Regions from separate parts of the Anas platyrhynchos genome. Here region 2 is linked to region 1. The links are chromatin contacts, called in public Hi-C maps. All regions are on one chromosome and are shown on one strand. Each heading gives the region's core, a stretch centred on a gene start, on an enhancer-like site or on the middle of the called end of the contact. The rest is flanking DNA. Distances are from core to core; before and after follow the strand shown.

Evidence for each region. A called contact is a pair of places that touch in the nucleus more often than the background predicts.
Region 2: a Hi-C map of F1 follicle shows a contact between it and region 1, with 4 times the contacts expected there. The contact joins the enhancer-like site here to the promoter of RPL6 in region 1. A contact is called at or near these places in 4 of 8 Hi-C or Micro-C datasets (F1 follicle, F5 follicle, liver and 1 more).

The regions. Positions count from the first base shown.
Region 1 is chr16:1,934,811-1,939,997 of IASCAAS_PekinDuck_T2T, forward strand. It overlaps RPL6 (ribosomal protein L6), which reads left to right and starts at 3,826. Exons shown (of 7, transcript XM_072024160.1): 1 at 3,826-3,938; 2 at 4,709-4,909; 3 at 5,016-5,114. The coding sequence starts at 4,709. PTPN11 (protein tyrosine phosphatase non-receptor type 11) reads right to left here and starts at 3,815. Exons shown (of 16, transcript XM_038187295.2): 1 at 3,593-3,815. The coding sequence starts at 3,606.
Region 2 is chr16:2,016,941-2,022,307 of IASCAAS_PekinDuck_T2T, forward strand. It overlaps HECTD4 (HECT domain E3 ubiquitin protein ligase 4), which reads left to right. Exons shown (of 76, transcript XM_038187302.2): 66 at 204-327; 67 at 1,121-1,311; 68 at 2,094-2,240; 69 at 3,087-3,206; 70 at 3,343-3,498; 71 at 4,324-4,427; 72 at 4,723-4,944; 73 at 5,365-5,367. Among named protein-coding and RNA genes, the nearest start is that of TRAFD1, 19 kb to the right of the region's middle. Within about 2 kb of position 3,886, at least 3 of the 8 cell types and tissues checked have an H3K27ac peak or open chromatin away from gene starts, as enhancers often do. A contact at or near this core is called in F1 follicle, where this site is marked.

The DNA of each region.
Region 1 (5,187 bases), core at 2,576-5,075:
CATATTATATTGCAATTTTACATACTGGTAAGCAATTATTTGCAAGTCAAAGAGCTACAGCTACGCATATTCAGATGGCTTAGACTACAACGATATCAGAGAGGTGCGCAGTACAGTCAGGGACCACAAGTCACACGTTGTCCTTACTCCTGGAAGGCAGAACACTCAAAGACACCGAAAGGCAATCAGGAAAAATATTTAAAACGAAACACCGGACAACATTTTAAAGGTTAAAAATTAAACAAGACCTCATCCTTCAGTGCACAGGTTGAGTACCGACCGACAGGGGTCAAAAGGAACAACGATTTGGTTGCCCAGCCTTCTTCCACCTTCCTCAGGGGAACAAGGTGCCAGACCCAAAGCCACTGCTCTGCCTTCCAAACACCATGGAGACTTGTCCAGCCCGAACATGCCGCGCTTAAATAAAGGCACTGAGGAATCTCGTATCGATATTCACCACCCACAGGCAGCCTAATGAGTGACTAATATAGTGCCCGGCCAGAGGAGGGCTGTATATGGTCTATAGCCAAGAAGCTGTGTCCCCACCTATGGCATCAGCTTTTGAGACTTATTCTTAGCCATTCGGTTAACGCATCTGCGTTTCCTCTTAGCTATACGTGAGGAATTTTGTTGCACTCCTGCAGCTCCGAGCTACACCTGCGCTCCGGATGAAAGGACTTTTTAATGAGGCACCATTTCAGGCGACAAACCTAAAAACAAAACAGAAATCACCACGCAGCCCGGGAACAGAGGATGCAGCAGCTCAGAACTGTCCTCGTGGTTTTGTCAGGCTTTTATCGGGAAATTAAACGATCTCCTTTATCCTTCAGCACTGCTGTGAACCAGGCACTGCGCAGGGCACAAACAAAAACGCACTTCTGTATCTGCAAAGAGCACGGCGACTCCTCTTTGTGCGCCGGGTCCTTTCTTTCTCTGAAGTAGAGCAGAAGATGAGGGCGAAAAGGCTCCGCAGCCAGCCTCCTTCCAGTTGTAGAAGCGCTCCATCTCCCCCAAAATCGCACAGCTTTTCTAATCACTCCTGATCCAGCCAACGTTTCACAGCAAATTGCTGTAGCAGCAAAACACGCGAGTGCCTCTCTAAATTTAGGGTTCTGCCTTCATGACTTCAATGGGTTCAGCAATTCCTCCTGCGCTGAAGGTGACAATATTCTACCAAGCCCCAACCCAGCCTACTCCATCCAGGCACAGCTTCCGTGCAAGCACGCTGGTAAGTCTCAGAGGTTCTAGAACATTCAAACCTCTAGCAAGTCATTCAAATGGGAATTTGGATTACCTGTGCACCAATTTCATTTCAAAACTAAACGATCCCTCTCGTTCATCTTGCCTTTTTCTCATTAAAGATATCCTGCTTGCACTAAGAAAATCTAGTGAATACCACCGTATCTCTAAGAAAACCAAACCTATGCACCATGGCTCTTGAAAAGAATATATGAAAAAATACTTCCACGTTATTAAAGCAAATGAGAACGAATCAGTTAAGTAATCCTACATTTATCTAATGACTATTTCAAGGTCCAGAAAAGTTGTTTTCACACGGTATCACAAGAGAAACCGTGCAAGCAACAGCACCTAGCACGAACTGACCATTAAGTAATGTATTTTAGAATACAACAGTTGGACTCAAAGAGCTGATAACCTATTTGCCACGCTTCCAGCCCCAGAATTTTACTTCCATTAGGGAAAAACACCAACAAAGGCAAGAGAATATTTTGAACAGTCATTTTAAATGCACACAGGATTCAAGAGACACCTCCGTGTGTTTTTAAATTTACATCCAAAATTGCATAAACACGAAGAGGAGAAATTACTGGAATCTACCTTACAGATTTATTCTGCTGTGACAATTCATGAAGCTCAATTAATTTATCTTCTGTCTCTCACCCTAAACCTTTGTGCACCTGGAAGTAACTGCACACAAGCTGCTCAAAACATTAAATAACTGAAAAATCGTAACTTGATAAACAGAAGGGACTAAAAGCAACTTGTGCTTAAAAGATAGGTTAAAACCCTGAGGCTGTTTAACAAAAACGTCACCCCACACACAGATGCTCCTGCCCAAGGTGGCAAAAAGTTACGAAGTGCAGCAAAAGGAAAGCTACATCTGGGTGAGCGAGGCGCTTACTGCACTTTATGTAACTTTTGTTCTGATGGCAACTTGTTCCCCTGCTCTCTCATCCTTGTATTTTTGGCTTTGAGTAGGAAGATGCATTTGTCAGCCACCCCAAATAGAAAAATGGGGGTGTTAGCGATCTCGGTTAAACGGTTCCGGCCCGGCGATCAAGATCCCTCCATTGAAGTCCTGCCATCACATGTGTGCTTTTGAACCTCGGTGGCCGCATCCCCTCCAAAGCTGGCAGAGCGAGCAAGGGGGCTGCGGGCACAGATCCCGGTAACACAACCCCCACGGGGGACCTTCTCTCACGCTTCCTTTTATAGGGATGGAATGCATTTCAGCCTCTTCTTTTCTTCTTTCCTTCTTCAACCTCTATTGCGAGCAGGTGCAGAGGCTATCCCAAGCAAAGGCCACCCCTGCTAAGAAGCACGATGAAGAAAGCAACACGCACACGCGATCCCATGCTCTGATTAAACCGAGTGCCCTCGCTGTGCAGGGCATGCTCCCCGCAGCAGCTCTGGTGGGGGGCGTTCAGCAGCACACCCAAGTCCCTGATGAGCTTACAGCGAGACTGAAATACTGGCAGAAAAGCTAAAATAGCCGGGGTCTCACTTACAAAAGCACAGGGGCATCGGCTAAGCAAGGAACCTTTTGCTGAAAGCCTTGACGTGGTTGAAAACGCAGCCTTGCGACTTTTTTATTATTATTTAGCAAGGGTGCATTTCGCACAGCCAGGGAAAGCTCAGCAGAATCGGTGTTTTATAAGTGCCAACAGGCTGCTCCCAGCACACCGAAGAGGCCAAGAAAAGGAGAAGATCAATTCGTTTTTCCATGCCACGACAGGGCTTTGCCAAGCACCTCCACAGCAGGGGCGATGAGAGCGGTGCTGGGCCTCAGCTGTCACCGCCGCAGCGCCACGGAGGTGGGGAGCGGCGCTTTAATTACCCCTATTTTTAGGCTCCTCGCTTTATAACCTTAATAATTTCTCGGCCTGGCTTACCAATTAAAATCTGAGCTCCCGAGCATCGCCCCTGGCCTCCAGACGGCTGGAGGGGGGGGGTCCCATAGGGATGCAGCCGGTGTGTGAGGGGGGCACGACCCCCAAAACACCCCGAGGTGTTGCTGTGGGACCCCAGCCCTCACCCTGACCGCCCGTGGGCTGCAAACCAACCCCCCCCAGCACAACCCCGCCACATCACGGGTCCAAAGGGCCCCAGAAGGGTGCCGGGGCCCGAGCCCTGTCCCCACAGGGGGCTCCCCAAAACCCCAGCCCCTGAGGAGGCCTGAGGGGAGCCCCCGACATCGCGGGCCGGGTTTTTCCCCTCAAACCGCCCCCCTCACGGCCAGCATCGCCCCCACCCCTATACCTCAGCGTGAGGAGGGTACAACGGGACCTCGACACCCCCAAAAAAAAAAACAAAAAACCCAAAAAGCCCCCAAAAAAAGCCCCCCGCTCACCTCCGCGATGTCATGGTGCCCGCCGGGAGCCGGGGCCGCGGCCTCTCCCCCTCCCTGCTTCTCACATCGACCCCTCCCCGGGTGCCCCCCCCCCTTCCTCACGCCCCTTCCCCGGGGTCTCCCCTCGTTGTTTTTTTCTCCCCCCCCCCCCCTTTTTTTTTTTCCCCCCTTCTCGACCGCCGGCGGCCTCAGGCCCCGCACAGCGCGGCGCGGCCCGCCCTGCGTCACGGCCGCGACATCGCCGCGCGACGCCGCCCCCTCCTCACGGCCAGGGGGGCCCTGACGGTGTCCGCCCCCCCCTCCCTTTCCCGGTGGCTACGGGGAACCGGGGACCCCCCGCGCTGAGGTAACGGGGGAGGGGGGGAGGGAGGGGTCCCTCCTATCCCATAGGGACCCCCCCTGTGGAAAAACTACAAGTCCCAGCGTGCCTTGCGGCCGGCGCGGTGACGTCAGGCGCGGCGCTGGGTTTAGAGGGGGGAGGGGGGCCGGAAGTGGGCCCCTTTGGCTCCCCGGAAGGTAAGATGGCGGAGCGGTGCTGCTCAGCGCAGGGCCCCGGCGGCCGCCATCCGCCGCCATCCGGCCGCGGGGCGCTGCGATGGGGATCAGGGAGGGTTGAGGAGGGGAGAGGGGAGCGGGAGGAGGCGGGTGGGTCGCGGATGGGCCGCGGAGGAGCGAGGGGGCCGCGGATGGAGCCTCCCGGGGCCTAGCAGGGGGTCGGGGCCTGGCTCGGCTCCGGGCTGGGGGCGCTGAGCAGCGCCGGGCTGGCGGCAGGGGAGCGGCAGCGGAGCTCTGAGGCGTGGCGGGGCTCAGGAAGCCCAGCAGGGGTGTAGGGGTCCTGAGTTTCGGGTGCTGTGCGTCTGCAGTCTCCTGGGTGCCCCGTGGTGAGGTGTTGAGGCATCTCGCAGCGGTCCCAAGCAGCGTTCTGTGCGGGTGAGCAGTGCCTGGGGTGGGCTTCAGCTCTGCAGTGTTCCTGTTTGCACTGGCTGTAGGAAGTGTCTAAGAACCACTAGGCTGGTGCAAAGGCTTGATTTGTGATTCTTTCTATCGGTTTTAGCATCTCAAACGTTGCTCCGTGCATCTAGTAATGTGTGTTTGTTGCTCTGTTCGCATCCACAGATGGCGGGTGAGAAGAAGCCGGCCCAGAAGGCAGGAGAGAAGAAGCCAGGCCAGGAGAAAACGGGCAACAAGATGAAGAAGCGTAAGAAGCATTCCAGCCGCAACCCTGTCTTGGCTCGGGGTATTGGGAAATACTCCCGGTCAGCCATGTATGCCAGGAAAGCACTGTACAAGCGCAAGTACACTGCTCCAGAAACAAAGGTATAGTGATGGTAAATGCTGCGTTTAAGTAGTCGTGCTGTCTGACAACTTTTTGTGGTGACTTCAGTTTGAAATCTCATTTACTTTCTATTTTACTTGCTTACAGATAGAAAAGAAAAAGAAAGAAAAGCCTCGAGCAACTCTCAGCAAGCCAGTTGGCGGAGACAAGAATGGGGGCAGCCGTGTGGTTAAAGTCCGCAAAATGGTAAGAAAAAGCTGAGGTGGTGTGGGGCTGCAGCACCTAACTTTTGGCTAGAGGCTGTGCCTCCTGATCGAGG
Region 2 (5,367 bases), core at 2,636-5,135, 82 kb after region 1:
GTTTTGTTTTTTTTTTTAAGTTTAGATTCCAGGCTAGATTGGACCTGTGAGTAGCACAGTGTTTAGAACTACTTGAGAAGTGAGGCATGGTGGGCTGGGTAAAACCAGGAGGAAGTCGTCTTGTACACCAATCATTTTCCCGTGTGGTGTGTAGACTCTATAGGAAGTCATTAACTCTCTGATGGTTGTATCTCTGCATTCAGTTCCTGAGGAGAAGTATTTGACGCTGGATGGATTTCACAGATTTGTTGTTGACCGATCTAAACAGGATATCCGTAGTGTGTGGAGAGCTATTCTGTCCTGTGGATATGATCTACACTTTGAAAGGTAAGTTTTGGAAACCATTATGTAAATGAGATGCTGATTAATTGTGCTTGCTTTAAACAAATTCATCCCAGGTGTTCCTATTCCTCGTAGCTTTAACCACTGTGTTAGTAACAAGCAAACTTCTATCCATGGCTGAAAACCTGTAGAGAAACTTGTTGGTTAGATTCTTAAAACGTCCGTTCAGAGAGTCACTGTGATGTAAAAGTGCAGGTTCCTGACTTGTACACACTAAAGCTAACAAAAAATCATTTGCCACACTGCCGTTATTACTTTCAGATTGCATAATTAAGGGGCCTAATGAGAATTATAGATTGATCTGGCAGCAGTCTCTGGTCTCCTTCTGCGATGACTTTGTTCTGTTATTGGGTATTTATTTAAACTGGCAGCATTCTTACTGGATCAGTAATAATGCCAGAGAGGGAACCGTTACTTCCTCATTAACATTGTACAGGAAGAAAGTCCCTAAACAAATCCTCTTTATCTTCCTGTGTCAGTCCACAAGCTAACTGCATCCATTCCCTTCCCCTGTATCTCCTTCTAAACATGAAGTGGTTAGTGCAGCAGGTAAGTTTAATATGCTTTTCTTTTTTCTTATTTAATGATAGTGAGACAATGCAGGTGAGAAATCAATTGTACTGGAATCAGTTTTTGAACTGGAATTCTTGTAATGAAACAGCTCCCCTTAAGAAAAGGGAGAGAAGTAGAGCACCCTACATGGTACTGTGCTCAACATGCTCTTAGTAAGCAGTACTGCCTTTGCATTTCAACAGGTGTAATGCCTCTTATGTTTCAGGTGTGCCTGCATTGATGCAAGACATGCTCAAAAAGCGTCCCGGAAATGGACTCTGGAGATGGACGTGGCCCTGGTTCAGTACATTAACAGGCTTTGTCGCCACCTTGCGATTACACCAGCACGGCTCCATCCCCATGAAGTCTATTTGGATCCAGCTGATGCAGCAGATCCCAGAATTTCCTGTCTGTTAAGTATGTGCAGATTATAGCATTTAGAATTGCTTTGTAGTGTTCTTATTTCTGTGTTCTTGCTTTGTGTTCTTATTTCTATGCTGTTTATGGGTTTGCCAGGAAAGGCACCTGCTGGAACTGCTGAATCTTTTGAAGAGAGGCTCCCAGGGATATCCAGGCTCCCTGGTTTCACATGAGATTAGTTTTCTCAGGTCTGTTTACTGAGCAGAGAGATATTCCAAGCTTGAAGTGACTGAACACAGGGTTACAACTGACTTTTGCTTTGGTGCTTATGATAGGGTGCTTTCGCTTTGGTGCTTTTGTCCCAGACATCTGGGACGTTCCTTTGGAGATGCGTACTATGGGGAACACGGAGTCCAGGTCTCTAGAAATGCACTGTAACTGTTCTGTGCTCTCCAGGCACACCTTCCAGGCTATAACAGGCTTCAATCTTTCAGCTTGAAGGAGGAAAGAATGGTTGGATTTCAATTCTGGACCTAGGGAGACTTTAGTCACCTAAATCTGTTTGAAGCATGAAGTTACTTTTAAGAGCTTTTCCACATGAATGGAAATTTGATGATGATGAAAGACAGTGGACTCAGATACCCAGGAGTTTAACATCCAGGAAGGGAAGTCGTGGTTCACTGCTGTTCTTGTGCTGTCAGCCCTTTTGATGTGCAGGGGTCAGGAGGGGCTGCTTTCGAAGGAAGCTCCCGTGGCTCCTGGACTGAATCCACTGGGAGGATGGATGTTACAGCAGGTAGGGGACATCTTTATCTCTGACTGAATCTTTCCCACTTCAGATGTTCCTGTTGAAAGTCTACGCCTGCGGTTTGCACTGCTGCAGTCTCTCAATACAACATTAGAGACGTTCTTCCTACCGCTGGTGGAGCTTCGGCAGACCGAGATGTACAGTAACAGTATTGCTGCCTTGCTGCAAGAGGCCAAAGGTCAGTTTCTCGGGGAGAATGGCTGTTGCCTGAAAGGCTGTGCTATGTACCATGGTGAACTACTTAATATGTTTTGCAAAAAACCTGGATGCATGTAAACGTGTGACAGAAATGATGATATGGAGGGGAGAGGGAATGCGAGGTGGTGATTTCAGTGCACAAACACTGGATTATTGGTCGTATTCTCAGCCTGATAAGCTGTCACATGTCCAAAATGGCATAAACCCAAGGGCACTTCTTAGTTTTTTATTGGTTTCCTTTTTTAAAGGTGGGAAGTAGTGTAAGGGGGATGATTCATGCAAGAACTTGCTATAATTTGTTTTAATTTGAAAAAGGAGAAGATACAAAATTCACCAAAGGTGTCAGCATGCAAAGGCTTTTGTTTTGGCCCAGCTAAAAAAAAGGAAAAAGCTTGGGAACCTGGTATGGAGAAGTGAGGAGTGTTCATCAGAGTTCTTTCCCCCATAAATCTGGGCTCTCCATAAAGGCAATGTGACAGCACTACTTTTTATCTTGTTTTCTTTCCTCCAGCATTACTGTCAAAACATTTCTAATTTCTGAAAGCTATTTGGCAGTGTTTCTGATTAACAGGATTTCTGGTGGAGTTGCTAGGATCTATTTCTATAACAGTAGAAATGTGTTCATCAGTGTCCTAATCCAGTGCACCTCTTCTAGTAAGCATCAGTAGCAAATGCTTTCAAATAAATTTGAAAATGTGTATTAGCCATTTCTTAGATACCGAATGGAGATCATTGGCTACTGAAGATTTTCAGAAAGCAAGATTGTAGAAGGGTAGATTACAATTGAAATATGCGAAATATGCAAAATATGCATTTCTTTATTTAGGTTTAATCTTTTATGACACAAAAGTAACTGTAATGAACAGAGTGCTGAATGCCACTGTCCAAAGAACTGCAGATCATGCGGCCCCAGAAATCACCCTGGATCCCCTGGAAATAGTTGGAGGTAAGGGAAACATTTATCCTCTTCAAAAGTCATTTTTAACATTGTAACATGTCAGATCTGTCTTAACAAAGCTCAGATATGTTGTTACTGCAAAATACCGAGTATGGGAATTTTATATTCCTATATTTTTCAACAGGGGAAATCCGTTCTTCAGAAAATTCCTATTTCTGCCAGGCAGCAAGGCAGCTAGCCTGCGTGCCATCCTCACAGCTCTGTGTTAAACTCGCCAGTGGTGGAGACCCTACGTACGCCTTCAACATTCGGTTCACAGGGGAGGAGGTTCATGGAACAAGTAAGTCAGGATTAAAGAGTTCACACATGGGTGACACTGGCAACAGTTGTGAGAATTTACTCCAAGTGGAACCCCAGTTTCCACCAGAATGTGGCTCCTTAACTTTAAGGAGCAGCGCAACCTTTGTGGTGTTTGTAGCTCTGCAGATGGAAAAAAAAGAATCTTCCAGTAATTAAGCAAGCCGATTTATTTACATCTTTTAATAAAACAGGGAATTGTGTGAGCATACAACTTAGCTAACTTTTTGTGAACTTTTGTACCTATTACTGAACAAAGCGTCGCCTAATGCCTTCTCTCAAGGGTAGTTTTCTTTTGAAGGTCCATGGTTGTTACTGACAATATCTCTGAAGAGATAAATGCTGCTTCCACGGCTTAGTATTTACAGTGACTTCTAATACTTTGCCTCGCTGCTTTTAGCTGTGGAAATGTGCTGCCTGCAGGACCCTGTTGTTATGAAGACAGCACCCGTCATCTTCTAATCGAGTTATGAATTCCATTTGCAGGCCAACTGGTGTAACAAGTGTTCGTGCTAGTCTTACACACAAAGTGCTGGAAGACAAAGCAGCATTTCGGGATTCAGCAGGAGGCAATTCAATGAATATCTTTGCATGTAATTAAACTATTAAAATTGAACTTGAGCATGAATAATAGGCTGGCAGGGCTGGCATCTACGCCACCATTGTTAAAGCCTGTGCAGTCAGAGAGGTTAAGCATGTAATCTAAAGCTTGAAACATGATTTCAAGGAGAACAGCAAATTCTGAATTAAATGGCAATGGTTACAAGCCTGAGAGAGCACTTCATTATTTTGTCCCTCTCTCTTGCAGGTGGATCTTTCCGTCACTTTCTTTGGCAAGTCTGTAAAGAGTTACAGAGCTCCTCACTCTCCCTTCTCCTGCTGTGCCCAAGCTCTGCAGTCAATAAGAACAAGGTGTGGTGTCTCAGTGCAAGAAATGAAGTTGCCTTTCCTTCCATGAATGCATGTGTTCAATGCCAGGTTGAATGGGGTCTTGGCCATCCTGATCTAGTCAGTGGCACGCCTGCCTGTGGCAGGGGGTTGGAGTGAGGTCCCTTTCAACTGAGCAAATCCTCTCTTAGACTATTCAGTGGTATTCGTCTTGTTCAAACCAGTATTTTCACAATCATGTTAATTTGTGGGCCTGCAGGGTATGCATCAATTGTTAAATGTTGGTTTGTATACTCATTTTTTATTTTTTTTCCTAAAGGGGAAGTACATTTTGACGCCGAGCCCTATAACCTATGCAGAGGAGCAGCTATTTCACTTCTTTGGGCAGCTTTTGGGTATTGCAATTCGAGCAGATGTTCCCCTGCCACTTGACCTCCTGCCCTCGTTCTGGAAGACCCTGGTAGGAGAGCCACTGGATCCTGATGTTGATCTCCAGGAAGCTGACATCCTCACCTACAACTATGTAAAAAAATTTGAAAATGTAAGCAATTTTTTTTCTCTTTTCTTCAGGGCTTCCCCCATAAGCACGGTGTTCCACCAACAGCTACGTTTACTGACTGGTAGTGGTCAACTTCGCTGCTCGCAGTCACTTGAGCAGGGTCACAAAGTGTTTCAGTTTATTTTGTGTGCAGGATTTTACATCCTGATGAGCAGCTTTTACAAATCAATCTGCCAGGTGCAGCAGGACTATTCAGCAGACTTCTGAAACGTTTACTGACACTCCACACCACTAAACCAGGCAGTAACGAACCAAAGCAGTTACTGCCTGTTGGTGTCAGTGATGTCTCCAGGCGATATAATCAGTGCACCTCATACACCGTGCTGATACCTCACCTGAGTCACAGGGACGAGATGCTGTGACATGTTGGTCATCGGGTACTGTTCCTGTCTTTTGTGGTAGATA